Regions from separate parts of the Sus scrofa genome. Here regions 2, 3 and 4 are each linked to region 1. A link is a contact called in public HiChIP or PLAC-seq data. All regions are on one chromosome and are shown on one strand. Each heading gives the region's core, a stretch centred on a gene start, on an enhancer-like site or on the middle of the called end of the contact. The rest is flanking DNA. Distances are from core to core; before and after follow the strand shown.

Region 1 (3,074 bases), core at 481-2,980:
GCCCTGATGTTCCCACCCTCCAGCTGAATCAGGTGGCCACCCTCCATGCCCTAATAGCCTCCTATGTGCACTTCCCCTGAGCTGCAGTTCTCTGAAACCACATCTTTCTCCCCAGAAGAACACCAGTGCCTGAGGGTCGGGACTTTGGAACTCCAAGGTGTGGCAGTGCCTCGCACAGCGGAGGTGGGTGGGGAAGGAATGGAGGAACACAAGGGAGCAAATCAAGTCATGAGCTGTAGTGATCTGCTGTGGGACAAAACAGGACATGCGTGTGAAACAAACCCGTCAAGAGAGCGCTCAGGTCTCCGGAAGTTCCCCCCACCCCACAGGTGCATCAGCCCAGGTCAGGAAGACAGTCAGGAGAGTGGGAGCTGGAGGCAGGGCGTGGGGACATGTCCATAACAAGACAAGTGGGGATGACAAGAGCATCTACCTCACAGGGCTGAGCTGGAGGTTAAATGAGGTCCCAGTAGGAAGCCTGGAACCAAGAAAAGGTCTCCATAAAGGATAAACTAACACCATCATCACTTTCAGAAAAGACACCTCAGTGGCTTCATTGCTAGTCTGACCCCAAAGCATATGCTTTCAGAATAGATAAGAACAGAGGAGCAACTGTGCCAACTAAGTCGATGCTGAATTTTTGATCTAAGATATATGTGTATGTGCACATGCACGCGTGCGCATGTGTGTTGTGTATTTGCCTGGCTGAGTTCCTGCATCAGAAAAAAGGATTAATTTTTTCTGCTGATACTGTCTATTAGGGGAAGAAAAGGTTGAATGTGACTGATTTGTCTATTCAGAACTTTAGAGAATCAACGGAATGATCACCTCTATAGGATCACTGCAAGGACGGACACAGGAGGAAGATGACAAGTAAGAGCAACCAATGGCTGGAGGCAAGATAGAGAACACTTAATGGAAAAGACAACCAGTCCTTGGCCATTTACTCTTGCCCACATGACCTTATCTGTAATGGGTGGGTGGGTTGTAGACGATGATTTCAGAGGTCTTCTTATTGTTGGTACTGAAAGGTACTAAGTCAGCACTCAACAGGCATCAGAAGATCTGAATTCAGGTCCCAGCTCTGCTGTTTCCTAACCGTGTAACCATTAACCTCACTCTTCCCCTTTTCTGACTCTCTCTGGCCTCCTCAGTTTCCTTAGACGTAAGATGGGGTAATAATAACAGGCACAGGTTGTTGTGCAAACCCAGATCAAGAAAGTACAAGTACCCTTTTGGAGGCAAGAGTCTCATGAGCTTCCACGGGTCACTGAGAGGATGTACCTGCTGTCAGAGAACACGGTCATCCAGTTGCTGGACCAGTCACTAAATAAAACGTTGCGTCCCTGCTGCCCTGCAGACAAGACAGAAAGTCCCCATCCAGCAAAAGGCCCCGAGAACCTCCCTGCTGCCATCTCTCCGATATGGACCAAAATACTTGATCCCCTGAACTCAGCCTCCTTAGTTTTGCCTTGAGGAGCCCATGGTGCATGTCCTTTTCCAGAGAATTTTACTTTGGGTGCAGGAGAGTGGGGCAAAGAAAAGGAGAAAAAAACAAAAAAACAAAAAACCGATTCAAGAGCTTAGAGTCTAAAGAACAAAAAAAGTGAAATGTGTGTTTGTGGGCTGAGGACAAACAGGACAGAATTCTCAGTCTCTTGCCAGTCCTCTGGGCAGGCTCTCAGCACAGGCTAAGGAAATTCTTCTGTGGGAGGCAGAGAGGGGTGGGAGGGCAGGACTCTTGCACCAGGGGGATGCTTTCATCCCCAGAGTGTTCCTCCTGCTTCTTCCCCAGCCTGCCCTGAGTGCAATGGAGGAGAAGGGGGGAGGGACGGGGGGGGGGGGCGGCAGGGAGGGCAGCCTCCCAGGAAAGCGGAGGAGGGAAACCCTCAGCTGAGCTGGCTGCGGCGGCGGGGTTACTCTCGGTCAATGCCCTCCAGTCCCCAGCTCAGTTTCAAGATCGCTGTAGTCTCTTTTGTTCAACATAAAAAGAAACCACAGCGATCAGCTGCTTGAGAAGTAGATGGAGGAGGCAAAGGAAGAAAAAGGAGAAGCAGAGAAAGAGATCATGTCAGCATCTAAGGCCCAGATACTCTTCTTAAAAGGACACCCAGGGGGTCTCCCAGCCCTGACCCATCACACCGGCAGTGGCCTCGAGGGGTCTCAGCCAGATCTCACTCCTGGCTTTACTCAGCCTAAGCCAAGCCTTATAAACAAGAAGACCTCAAAACATTTCTCTGCCAGAAGAGGGCTGGGAACAAACATGCTCAGCTTCTTCTGGGTGTTTGTTGCTGTTGTTGTTTTGGTTTGTTTTCCTGATGTTAGGGCTCCACTTTCTTCAAGAGTAGCTCCTGCCTGCTTCTCTGAGAGGGGTGCAGCCCTCAGGGAAAACCAGGGCCTCTGTGGGAACGTCAGGGCTCTAGAGAAGGGAGTTAGGCAGAGTGACCTGGCTGCTCCCTGAGGTGACTCCTCAGAGCAGGTGGGAGGAGGCTGGGAGCCTGCGGTCAGCACCTCTCCCTGCTGTTCATCTGGGCCCCAGCATCCCAACCGAGGAACAGTGGAGGTTTGCTGAGGGATCCCAAGACACCCCTGAAAGATCTAGAGTCTGGCTAACATGGTTCCTATCTCAGTTCTAGAAGTTTTCAGTTATGGGGCCTTGAAGAAGTCACTTGGGCTCTCTGATCCTGTATTTTTCTCTAAACAAAGGCTGATCATACCGGGGGAGAGGGTGGCTTAAGTAAATACTAAAGACACTAAATGTCTTACTGACTCACACATATTGTAAGAAAAAATATAAGCTTAGAAATCAAACAAGCTCAAAATAATTGTTGATAAAGTCTTGGATGACACTTACGTGAAGGGTTCCACAGAGAAACCAGAATATGTAGGCTTCTGCTTCCTGAACCCTTTGTGGCAAGTCCCAGGGAAGCCAGATACTTCTCCTGAGACCAACGGGAGCATCACAACTTTAGGAACCACATATTCTTTATTCTACATGGAATGGAACTTGCATTAGTTCAACAAACTTCTAAATGGCTGCTGAAGCAAAATACCAGAACTATGATTTCAAGTGG
Region 2 (3,108 bases), core at 461-2,960, 130 kb after region 1:
TTTGTTTGGGCTGTGATAATACAAGCATTCTCACAATTCCATGAGGTACATAATATTGCTATCACTCATGTACAGATGAGGAAACTGAAACACAGTGAGTTAAAAAATTTGCTCAGGGTGGCTCAGCTAGTTAGTGGGAGAGAACATGCAAAACCAAGTAATTCTGGTTCCAAAATCAACAGCCATATTGCCTATTGCTAATTCTAACTGCCTCATACTGCTTGGAAGCCCTGATTAGCGGTAACATCTTTAATGAAAATAAGAAAAACAGGATGTTGGTAATTAATAATGAAATACAGTTTGTTTGGTATGCAAAAATTTATCAGAACCTCCCATCTTCAGAAAAGAAGCTCTTGTTAGGTGGTAACTGTACAAAATGAAAGGCAAAGCTTTAAGACAAAAAATAGCTAAAGAAACTGTTAAAATGTAACAACATAACTTGTATCTTCCCTGTTTCTTACTCTATCACAAACCCTTGCTAAAAACAGAATGTACTAAAAATAGAAACTACCCCTTTCCCTATGTAACTGCCTGATCCCTAAACTGTGGGGAGCCTGAGTTCTCTCTGTTCAATGCTCCCCACCAATCTGTTGGTTGATAAACCTGCTTGAGATCTCATTGCTCCAGTCTCTGCCTTCTTCTTCCCTTGACTTTTGTAACAGCACTTTCAAATGCTTTGACAAGAATGGAAATGTCTGACTAGCATTGGATTAGACTATACCCAAGTTCCCTTCTAGTTCTAATGTTCTTTGAGATCGAAGAGGAATATGGATATTAAAGAAAAACAACTCTCTGAAACATTACTCGGAGTAAAACATTTGTATTCTAAAAGGAATCAAACACTATTCCTGTTTAATGGTGCAAACAAGCTTTATTTTAAAGATCGATAATCAAATGAGAGTCAGTGGACTTAACTATAACAAATATTAAAAATCAAAGCAAAAGGGCCTTAGAAATGCAATTTCATGGTTGATTTTTAAGACATTAATATTGTGCTGGAAACTAATCACATGGAGTTCTTATGCAGTGCCTATCAAAACATCTGAACTGCTTTATAAACATTCTCTTCATTCCCCTCAGCAATTCTACAAGCTTTGTGACCAGGATAAATACAGTCTTCTTGGATTACTTAACAGAAAGAAAGGAAAAAAAATAAGAGCAAGGGAAGGGTCTGTCATAATTTACCTCTCCATCAGCCATTTCTAGCATAGTGCTGGCACATGATAGAAGTTCAGTAAACATTTGATCAATGGATAAAAAATTCACCAAGTTGCTACCAACTCTGGCAAATCTCTATTCAGCTGTCCTATATCTTTAGTGTAAGTTTAATATAATGTAATGCCAACCAATGCAATTAATCTTAAATAGCCATGTAGTAGTACAATGTAATTTCAGCTAAAAGTCAGACAACTTTTTAAAAAATTCTATGATCATAGAATCTATAATCCTATCATTGTATTCAAATTTTATCTTCTCATCAGTTCCAATAATCCTTGTCCTGCTCAGAGTTTGCATTATATTTTGCATATATATAATGATTCAGTTTCTTATCATGACATTCTTGGTAAAATAGAGTGGCCTGGATTTGAAGTCAAGTTGTGCATTAATATTTTTTATTCAGAGGTAGGTGAATGACTCCTGGTAACCCCGACTGATTTTAACACTAAAACAGCCTCACCCTCCGATTCATTGAGCAATGGGGAAGTGGTTTGCTGAAGCGGCCTATGTAAAAAAGGATAGAACTGTATTGTACATTAAACATTTGAGTCATATCCCTTGTTCCTTGCTCAAGGATTAAATCTTAAACAAATGATGGAATGCATGGACCAGACACTGCTGGGTTCCAAAGATGAATAGGATGCAATTCTAGCAATCATATGACTGGGGCCTACATGAGCAAGTGGGAGGGTAAATTAAAAAAAAAATGCTCACAAATAACTATGATTCAAGGCAGAAAGTGATCAGAGTACTCAGTTCTCACCAGAGGGAAAAATTATTTCTAGTCAGAGGATCAAAAGATTTTGTAGGAAAAATGTCGTTAGAATTGGAATTCCCCACTTTCTATAGGCATTTATTGAGCTCTGCTGTTCACTAGACTGTGCCACGCCTTGAGTATCCAGAGATAAAAGTGGCACATCTGTGCTCATGGAAAAGTTCTCGGCCTAGCCAGGGAAGAGAAACTTATAAAAAGAAAAATCTCAACCCACCCTGGCAAATGCTCTTTTATGAAAAAGAAGAAAAGCCACTGGAGCACAGAGGATTAAACAGCTAGTTCTGCCTGGGGACCACATGGATGTCAGAAAAAGGGGTAAATAAGAGTTTGTAAGAGAACTGATATTTAACCTTCACAGTGAAGTGGGTGGTTTGCCTGAGGCCTTACATGCATCTGCCTCCTTAATTCTCACAATAACCACTCGAGGGCACCACCATTTTCCCTACTTTATGGATGGAAAAACTACAGCTCAGAGTTTCAATAACTTAAAAGTTGCCTAAAGTCATAAAGCTAGTAAGCAAAGAAGCAGTGGGAATTGAACTCTGGGTTCTGTTGGCTATCTCCAGGTGCCCAAAAGGAAAGGGAAGAAAGTTAGAAGAAAGGCATTTGTTCTCTGAGGCATATGGAGGTTCCCGGGCTAGGGGTCCAGTCAGAACTGTAGCCGCTGGCCTATACCAGAGCCACAGCAATGCGGGATCCAAGCTGCAACTGCGACCTACACGTCAGCTCATGGCAACGCCAGATTCTTAAACCAATGAGCAAGGCCAGGGGTCCAATCCACACCCTCATCATTCCTAGTTGGATTCGTTAACCACTGGGCCATGACGGGAAGTCCAGGAATTTGTTCAAATAGCTTGACCATAAGCCAGGAAGCAGGACAGCCACGTTCTTTTTGGGAAATAACACATAGTACAGATTTTCCAGAGTATAGACTGCCTAATAGTTCAGAATATAGTTGTATCACAATATATATAATCCTTCCTTGAGACTGGATGTTTGATTGTTTCCAACGTTTTGCCATTAAAAGAAATTGATACCACTGATCAAGAAAAAGGACATAGGAAGTGTTGGGGAAGAGGAGAACGTCTATTTCGATGTAATGATAAACAATATGT
Region 3 (3,037 bases), core at 19-2,518, 180 kb after region 1:
TGGAGACATGACAGTGGAGAAACAAAGGAATACCCAGGGGGGACTTCCTTCAAATGCCTAAACAGTGAAACTTGTCCCTACCCACTGGTGCAATTTAAGTGATGAAGTAGCAAGAGTCCCAAATCTCTGTCCTCCATCCTGATGGCCTTTGCAGGGATTCATATGCCCTTTAGAAAGAGAACAGCTCAAACCTCCCGTAGAACTCATTGAGGACCCCATCTTAGGAAGCTGGACCCCTCCTGTATCTCATCTCCTGACATTAGCTCCCCTGAAGCCCCCAGGGGTCTCCAGGCAGAGAGGATTAGGGAGCAGCAAATGCCAGTCCCAGCTGGGACACACTGAGCCAGTCTCCTTGTTCCTCTGCCTCCTGGTTCCCTGGTTTGGTAACAGATAATCACAGTAGGACAGACAGGCAGTCAGTCTCTCACCCTTTCCACCCAGGAAGGTCCAGCACACTGGGGAATGCTGCCCTCCCTTTAGGGATAAAGAGACTCAGAAGAAGAACCTGCATGAACACCACCCCATCCACACAGTACAAGAGGGAATAAGCAGTCAAGGTCATGTCCATTTGTATTCAAAGCCTTCTTACCACATTAGCAGTGGACATATGTGCTAAGTAGGACAGCCAGCCTGGCATATTTTTCCCTTTCCAGACTAGGTTGACTCTGGGTCCCCTTCCCCTAACACTCCTTCTCCACCCCCAAACACACACACCTCACCCCACTACTGCCACCACCACCTTTACCCACAACACCAAGTCCCAACCCAACAACGAGAAAAGGCCTTCCCTCAGGAAAAATGACTGTCCCCAGTACCATTCCTGACACTGGCCCTGTGCTGACTCAGGACGGGGGAGACCCCGAGCTGCCCCTGCCCAGAGGAGCTCTCGTACGGGGAGGAGACAGTCCTAGAGGCATGTGACACTGACCTGCTCTCAAAGAGCATCTCAGTTCTGGGATTCTGGGCCCCCTCCACGAAGACCCAACTGCCCTCCCCAATCCATCCTGGAAGGTGGGCACCTGGGAACAGGGAATGTTCCCAGGTGGCAGAGGGGGCATATGGAGAGCATAAGAGGGAAACGGAAGCTAAGAGAGTCTCCCTGACACCCTGATTAGCTTCAATCCATAGGAGCCTCAGTCCCCCTCCCCCTGCCTAGCTGGCTGCTGTCCTGGTGCCAGTGACTGAAGATAGTCACTGTGGCTGAAGGAAACCCACAGGGTGACCGCTAGTAACCCAGCTGCACATGACGGTGGCCAGCTGCCAGACAGCTTCCTCCTGGAGGTTTCTAGCTGATAGCAGCTGTGGAGTCAGACAAGCAGTGACTTCTAGGCTGTTCCAAGGGGATGGCAAGTCCAGGGCCTATATACCAAACTGGCTTCCAACACACACCTAGGTAATCAGCTAAGTTCAAAAAGGACTTCCTAAAGGCCTCAGGGTCTCAGGCCAGCTAGTATATCTAGATTAGGAAAAAAAGCAAACATGTGAAGCTTACTCACCCCTGGCTGAAGCACACAGAACAGTTCAAAATGCAGTTTTCATTCCATTTTGTAATTTCGCCTGTCTAACAATGCTAAGAAGTATTCTGCAGACTCTGATCCTGGGCATGCCACTCAGCCCATCTGTGCCTCAGTAACCATCTTCATACAGTAAGGAGAAAAAAAATCACCTATGTCACTTTCTAGCTATGTGTCCTTGGCAATGTATTTAACTTAACTGTGCTCCAATTCCCCTCGTCAAATGGGGTCAGAAATAGAACTAACCTCATGGGATAGCTGGGAAAATTAAATAAGTTAATTTACTTAATAAACTAAGACAATGGCTGACTACATAGAAAGTATGCAGGAAATGCTGGGAACAATTATTCTTTCTGTCATTATTAATCACAGGATGTTATGAGGATTAATAAAATAATAGCTGGCATTTGTTGCATACTGACCATGTGTCTGGCACTGGGCTATCTTTTCTAGGAATTACCTTATTTGGTAATGTTGAGCACATGCCGAGTGTAGCACCTCACACAGAGTCCTCATTAAATAGCAGCCATCAAACTCACCCTCTCCCCCATTCTACAGAAGAGGAAACTGCTCAGGGTTTTAATGACTTGCCCAGGACTATAAAGCTAATAAGTAGGAGCACTTTGACTTGAATCCAGGTTTTCTGGAAAATACATCTTCATGATCTTACACACTTAGCTCTTACTCCTGCCTGGTCCTCAACATTGTAGCTAAAACTGCCTTCCCTTCAAGAAAACTGCCAGAGGACATATCTGCTGCTCAACTGGAAAGCACCTGAGCTGCTCTGCACACAACTGCTTCAGTGCCTGCGCTGGGATGGGCTGAGCTGGCCTCCTGATAGTTCTTACCCTTCAGGAGTTGCAGTCACAGATGCATGCAAGTGAATGAGATGGGGTTGTGAACATTCCCAAGAAGCAGAGCTTACCCCAAATCTAGCTCTGCCCTTCTATCCAAAAGTCCCCCTGCTGAGATTCTGTGGTAAAGCCCACCAGAAAAGAGCTCTGAATCCCCCTAAATTGAGCAAAAACAGTCCATAACCAGCAGCAGCCAGCTGAGGAATGACAGGTGTGTGCCTACATGTTATATCTCAAAGGCAGTGTTTCACTGAACACATGACTTCTGGACCGTGGGCAAGTCATTTTCCCTTTCCAGTCCACATTTCCCTCATCTATAATACTGAAATACTAAGACGGCTCCAGTTGGGTGACTCTAAGGACCAAATGAGAGAATGAGTATCAGAATACAGAGCCTGGCAGGAGGGGAGTTAGCACACAGTGTGCACTCCACAAATGCTCACTGAGCAGCTGAAATCTGACAGCCCAGAGCACAAAACTGGAACACAGTAAAGGGAGCATGAGCAATGTGGGGTGGAGAATATGGGGATGTGAGACATCAACCTCTACTGATGAATAAAAGCCTCTGCCCAATGCAGATGGCTCTGACCTGGAACAGGAGACTCTCCTGAGACTTTACAAAAGCCCACTTTCTTCTGGCATGTGGCAGAAGGTACAGATGGCAGCCAT
Region 4 (3,295 bases), core at 61-2,560, 230 kb after region 1:
TGTATATTCCAGGGAACTACAGTCAATCTCTTATAATAAACCATAATGTAAAGGAGTATAAAAGAATGTATATATACATATATATATGTGTGTGTATGTATATGTATAGTTGAATCACTTTGCTGTACAACCAGAAACTAACACAACACTGTAAATTAACTATACTCCAATTTTTTTAAATTTAGTATTTAGCCCTCTACCCCAAAAAAAACACTTTGCCAACTTTTGCCTTACTCTTTTACAGCTCCCCTAAAAGGCCAAGGTTTGAGTCAGGACTTGGCCTGAGGAAAGAAACACAAGTAGAGGAGGTGTTGCTGACACTTATAAAGAATGAGTCCAGATATCTCCTGGGCTACAGCTCAGTGTTAGCTGATTAGAAATGGGTAGATATTTGTAAATATTGGGCTAGGTGGACCAGAGGATGAGACTGAGGCACACAAGTCGAGTGCAAGGAAAAGGATGGTTGGGGATTTGCCCAAGAATTCAAGAGGGAACAAAGTCAAACCACCTTTACTGGGTTGAGCTGTGAAGGTAGAGAACAGTAACAATGGCTAACATTTCTAGAACACCTGCTGTGTACCACATGCTTTTCCAAGCACACTTCTCATAGTAGTAGTATTATTATTCCTACTTGACAGATGAAGAAACTGAGGCAGAGAAGCAAAGTCACCTGCCAACAGCTGCACAGCTTCTAAGTAATAAAGCCAAGATTTTAAACAAGATAGTTTGATTTTAGGATCCATATTCTTAACCACTACACTACACTCTCTCTCAGACACATTGATGGAAGAAGGAAGGAAAGCAGGTAGAAAATAAGAATAGGAAAGATTGTGGTGATAAGCCACATCTTGAACCCAAAGGACAAGCAGAGAAAGGCAGGTCCAGGCCATAGTCAAAGGCAACAGTGAGCATTTTCCCAATCATTTTATAGTTACAGCTTGGGTTAATGGATGCAGACTATTGCCTTTGGAATGGATTAGCAATGAGATCCTGCTGTGTAGCACTGGGAACTCTATCTAGTCACTTATGATGGAACATGTAATGTGAGAGAAAAGAATGTATACATGTATGTGTAACTGGGTCACCATGCTGTACAGTCGAATAAATAAATAAAAGGTATAGTTACAGCTAAGCCTTCTCTATGCCAAATGCTGAGCATACAGAGATGAGTGCGACTTAGGCTACGGGGGAACACAATCATAAGTTAACAGGCAATGTTAATACAGACTGGATTAAGTCCTATATAGCACTGGAGGGGCCTAGCAAAGAAAGATGCCCCACCAGTATATTTGGAAGCTGTACCACTAAGCTTAGTAGAGCCAGGTGGTTGTGGAGCTTGGGCTGCCCAGGGTCACCTAGATGAACCATCTCCACCTCCAGAATAGGTCACAAAAAAAGACTGGGTTCAAAGGACCACTGGAGAGCCTAATGAGCACCCATGTACCAGAAGAGAGAAGCAAAGGCATAAAACCAGAAGAAAAGTGATGGGTCAAAAGCCCAGCAGCTACTATCAGAAACAGGGGTGTGGTGGTAGGTAGGCAGCTGGGGAGCCCAGATCAACTAGCAGAAGCCAGAATGGAGCAAGCAGAGATGCAACAAGGGGATTTGAGCTTGTCTGGGTCCTCATGCCATGTCATCTTCCCTACCTCACAGCTTTATCCCTCATTTTATTTCCTAACAGCTGACTCTCCACCGGCATTATGAACTGGGAACTTACTGACTCTGGTGCCCTCTAGTGCTAGGGAAAATCTGGCCAGAGTTAAGCATTTTATACTAATACTCCTATACTCCATCCTGCCATCCAGCTGACCTTCCCAGGATGAGCTAATAGCCTTCCGCTAAAAGGAAGTATCCGGCTCCTTCTCTTACATTTCTCCTCAGAAACATTCCATCCAGAGCTTAAGGCTGCCAGTGACCTGGCAGTGTTGGTGACTTCACATTCTCCCTCTGGGAAGTGAAGTGACTTAGCAGTCATAAAGAGCAAGATAACAGTGCAAATCGTCAGCGGTCTTGGCAGAGCAGAGAAATGTCAGAGCTGTTGGGTGTCTGAAGGGAGCCGCAGGTCCTGGGGTTAATGTAACAGAAAAAAAATGACAGCATACAGAGTTGAAGGCTAGTCCAACAATTATCAAGTCCTCAGGGAGCAAGTCTCTTGTTGACTCTGTTCTAACAATAGGAAGGGTGGTGTGCTACACCATCATTCTTCCTTCCTGATTTACAGCATACTGACCGACATGCCTGTTCTGGGCATTACCGTGTGCACAGTTGCCGATGTTCTATTATATTGGACATCCGTGGTATTGTTTGCCCAGAACCCCCTCCTCATGGGAACTACTCACCCCACCCATATCCATATGGCAAATATCTATGTGGTCTTATCTTCCCCCACACATTTGTCTAGAGGTGAGCATTTGACCGTAGGTGAGCTAGCAGAGCCTGTCTTTAGGAGTCTCCCAACCTGAATATGAGAATCTCTCTTTGGTGGTAGAAGTTGAAAAATATGAAAACCTTCAGTAGCTACATTTAAAACCATGTGGAAGAATGCTGCCTGCAGGAAAGAAGGTCAAAATTTAGAAAGAAGTGGAGATTAAGAAGATAAAAAATTTCTTGGCAGCCTCCAAGTCTAAGGACCCAGTTGTTCCTGAGGCCAGGTTACAGCCATGCTTCCTGCAGTTGGTTATGAGATTCCATGAGGAAGTAAATTTACAGGGTTTTAGCCTAAGTTACTTCCAGCTTGAGCTTCTTCTAATTGATTACAACAGTCTAAATCAACCAGGACTTGTGGTAGCACCAACAATGTGGTAAAGTAAAGTTCTCTAGAATACCCTCGGAGAACTCCCTACTTGGCTCTCTTAAAGGCAGGGCGAGTATGCAGTGGTGGTCAGTCCCCAGCCCAGCCAGATCCCATAAGTTCAGTGTGAGAGAAACAAGAAGCCACCACTTTCTCTATGCTTATCCACACTGCATGCCCCTCTGCTTGATCTAACATCTAAGTGGCCACTTGCTCAGCTTCTCCAATTGAGGTCTACTTGGTCTGCTTCTCTGGATTCGAACTCATTGCATCATTCCTGGCTATTTCTTCCCTTTAGTATGTCTTCCAAGTATTCAAACCCTCCAACCAGCAAGCGAAATTAGCCTCTGCCACTCAGCATCAAGGGCTGAGCCTACGTAAGCGAAATCAATTGGTAAATGTTAAATGGTTTAGTACACACTAGAACTGCTCTGGAAAGTCAGAAAAGGGGAAAATCAGTGTAGGGTCTTATAGAACAAATGGCTTAGGTTTGGAGAGATAAAA

The links. HiChIP or PLAC-seq counts read pairs in DNA pulled down with a chosen protein or histone mark.
Region 2: an H3K27ac HiChIP or PLAC-seq map of alveolar macrophages shows a contact between it and region 1, with 2.7 times the contacts expected there. The contact joins two enhancer-like sites. A contact is called at or near these places in 1 of 47 Hi-C or Micro-C datasets (liver) and 1 of 2 datasets of contacts at active chromatin or transcription factors (alveolar macrophages).
Region 3: a contact with region 1 is called in an H3K27ac HiChIP or PLAC-seq map of alveolar macrophages. The contact joins two enhancer-like sites. A contact is called at or near these places in 2 of 2 datasets of contacts at active chromatin or transcription factors (alveolar macrophages and skeletal muscle).
Region 4: a contact with region 1 is called in an H3K27ac HiChIP or PLAC-seq map of alveolar macrophages. The contact joins two enhancer-like sites. A contact is called at or near these places in 12 of 47 Hi-C or Micro-C datasets (adipocytes, alveolar macrophages, brain and 8 more) and 2 of 2 datasets of contacts at active chromatin or transcription factors (alveolar macrophages and skeletal muscle).

The regions. Positions count from the first base shown.
Region 1 is chr1:246,224,846-246,227,919 of Sscrofa11.1, forward strand. All of the region lies in intron 5 of ABCA1 (ATP-binding cassette, sub-family A (ABC1), member 1), which reads right to left. Among named protein-coding and RNA genes, the nearest start is that of ABCA1, 52 kb to the right of the region's middle. Within about 2 kb of position 1,731, at least 51 of the 83 cell types and tissues checked have an H3K27ac peak or open chromatin away from gene starts, as enhancers often do. A contact at or near this core is called in alveolar macrophages, retroperitoneal adipose tissue and skeletal muscle, where this site is marked.
Region 2 is chr1:246,357,856-246,360,963 of Sscrofa11.1, forward strand. No RefSeq gene overlaps it. Among named protein-coding and RNA genes, the nearest start is that of ABCA1, 81 kb to the left of the region's middle. Within about 2 kb of position 1,711, at least 3 of the 83 cell types and tissues checked have an H3K27ac peak or open chromatin away from gene starts, as enhancers often do. A contact at or near this core is called in alveolar macrophages, where this site is marked.
Region 3 is chr1:246,400,678-246,403,714 of Sscrofa11.1, forward strand. No RefSeq gene overlaps it. Among named protein-coding and RNA genes, the nearest start is that of ABCA1, 120 kb to the left of the region's middle. Within about 2 kb of position 1,269, at least 39 of the 83 cell types and tissues checked have an H3K27ac peak or open chromatin away from gene starts, as enhancers often do. A contact at or near this core is called in alveolar macrophages and skeletal muscle, where this site is marked.
Region 4 is chr1:246,456,726-246,460,020 of Sscrofa11.1, forward strand. No RefSeq gene overlaps it. Among named protein-coding and RNA genes, the nearest start is that of SLC44A1, 90 kb to the right of the region's middle. Within about 2 kb of position 1,311, at least 13 of the 83 cell types and tissues checked have an H3K27ac peak or open chromatin away from gene starts, as enhancers often do. A contact at or near this core is called in alveolar macrophages and retroperitoneal adipose tissue, where this site is marked.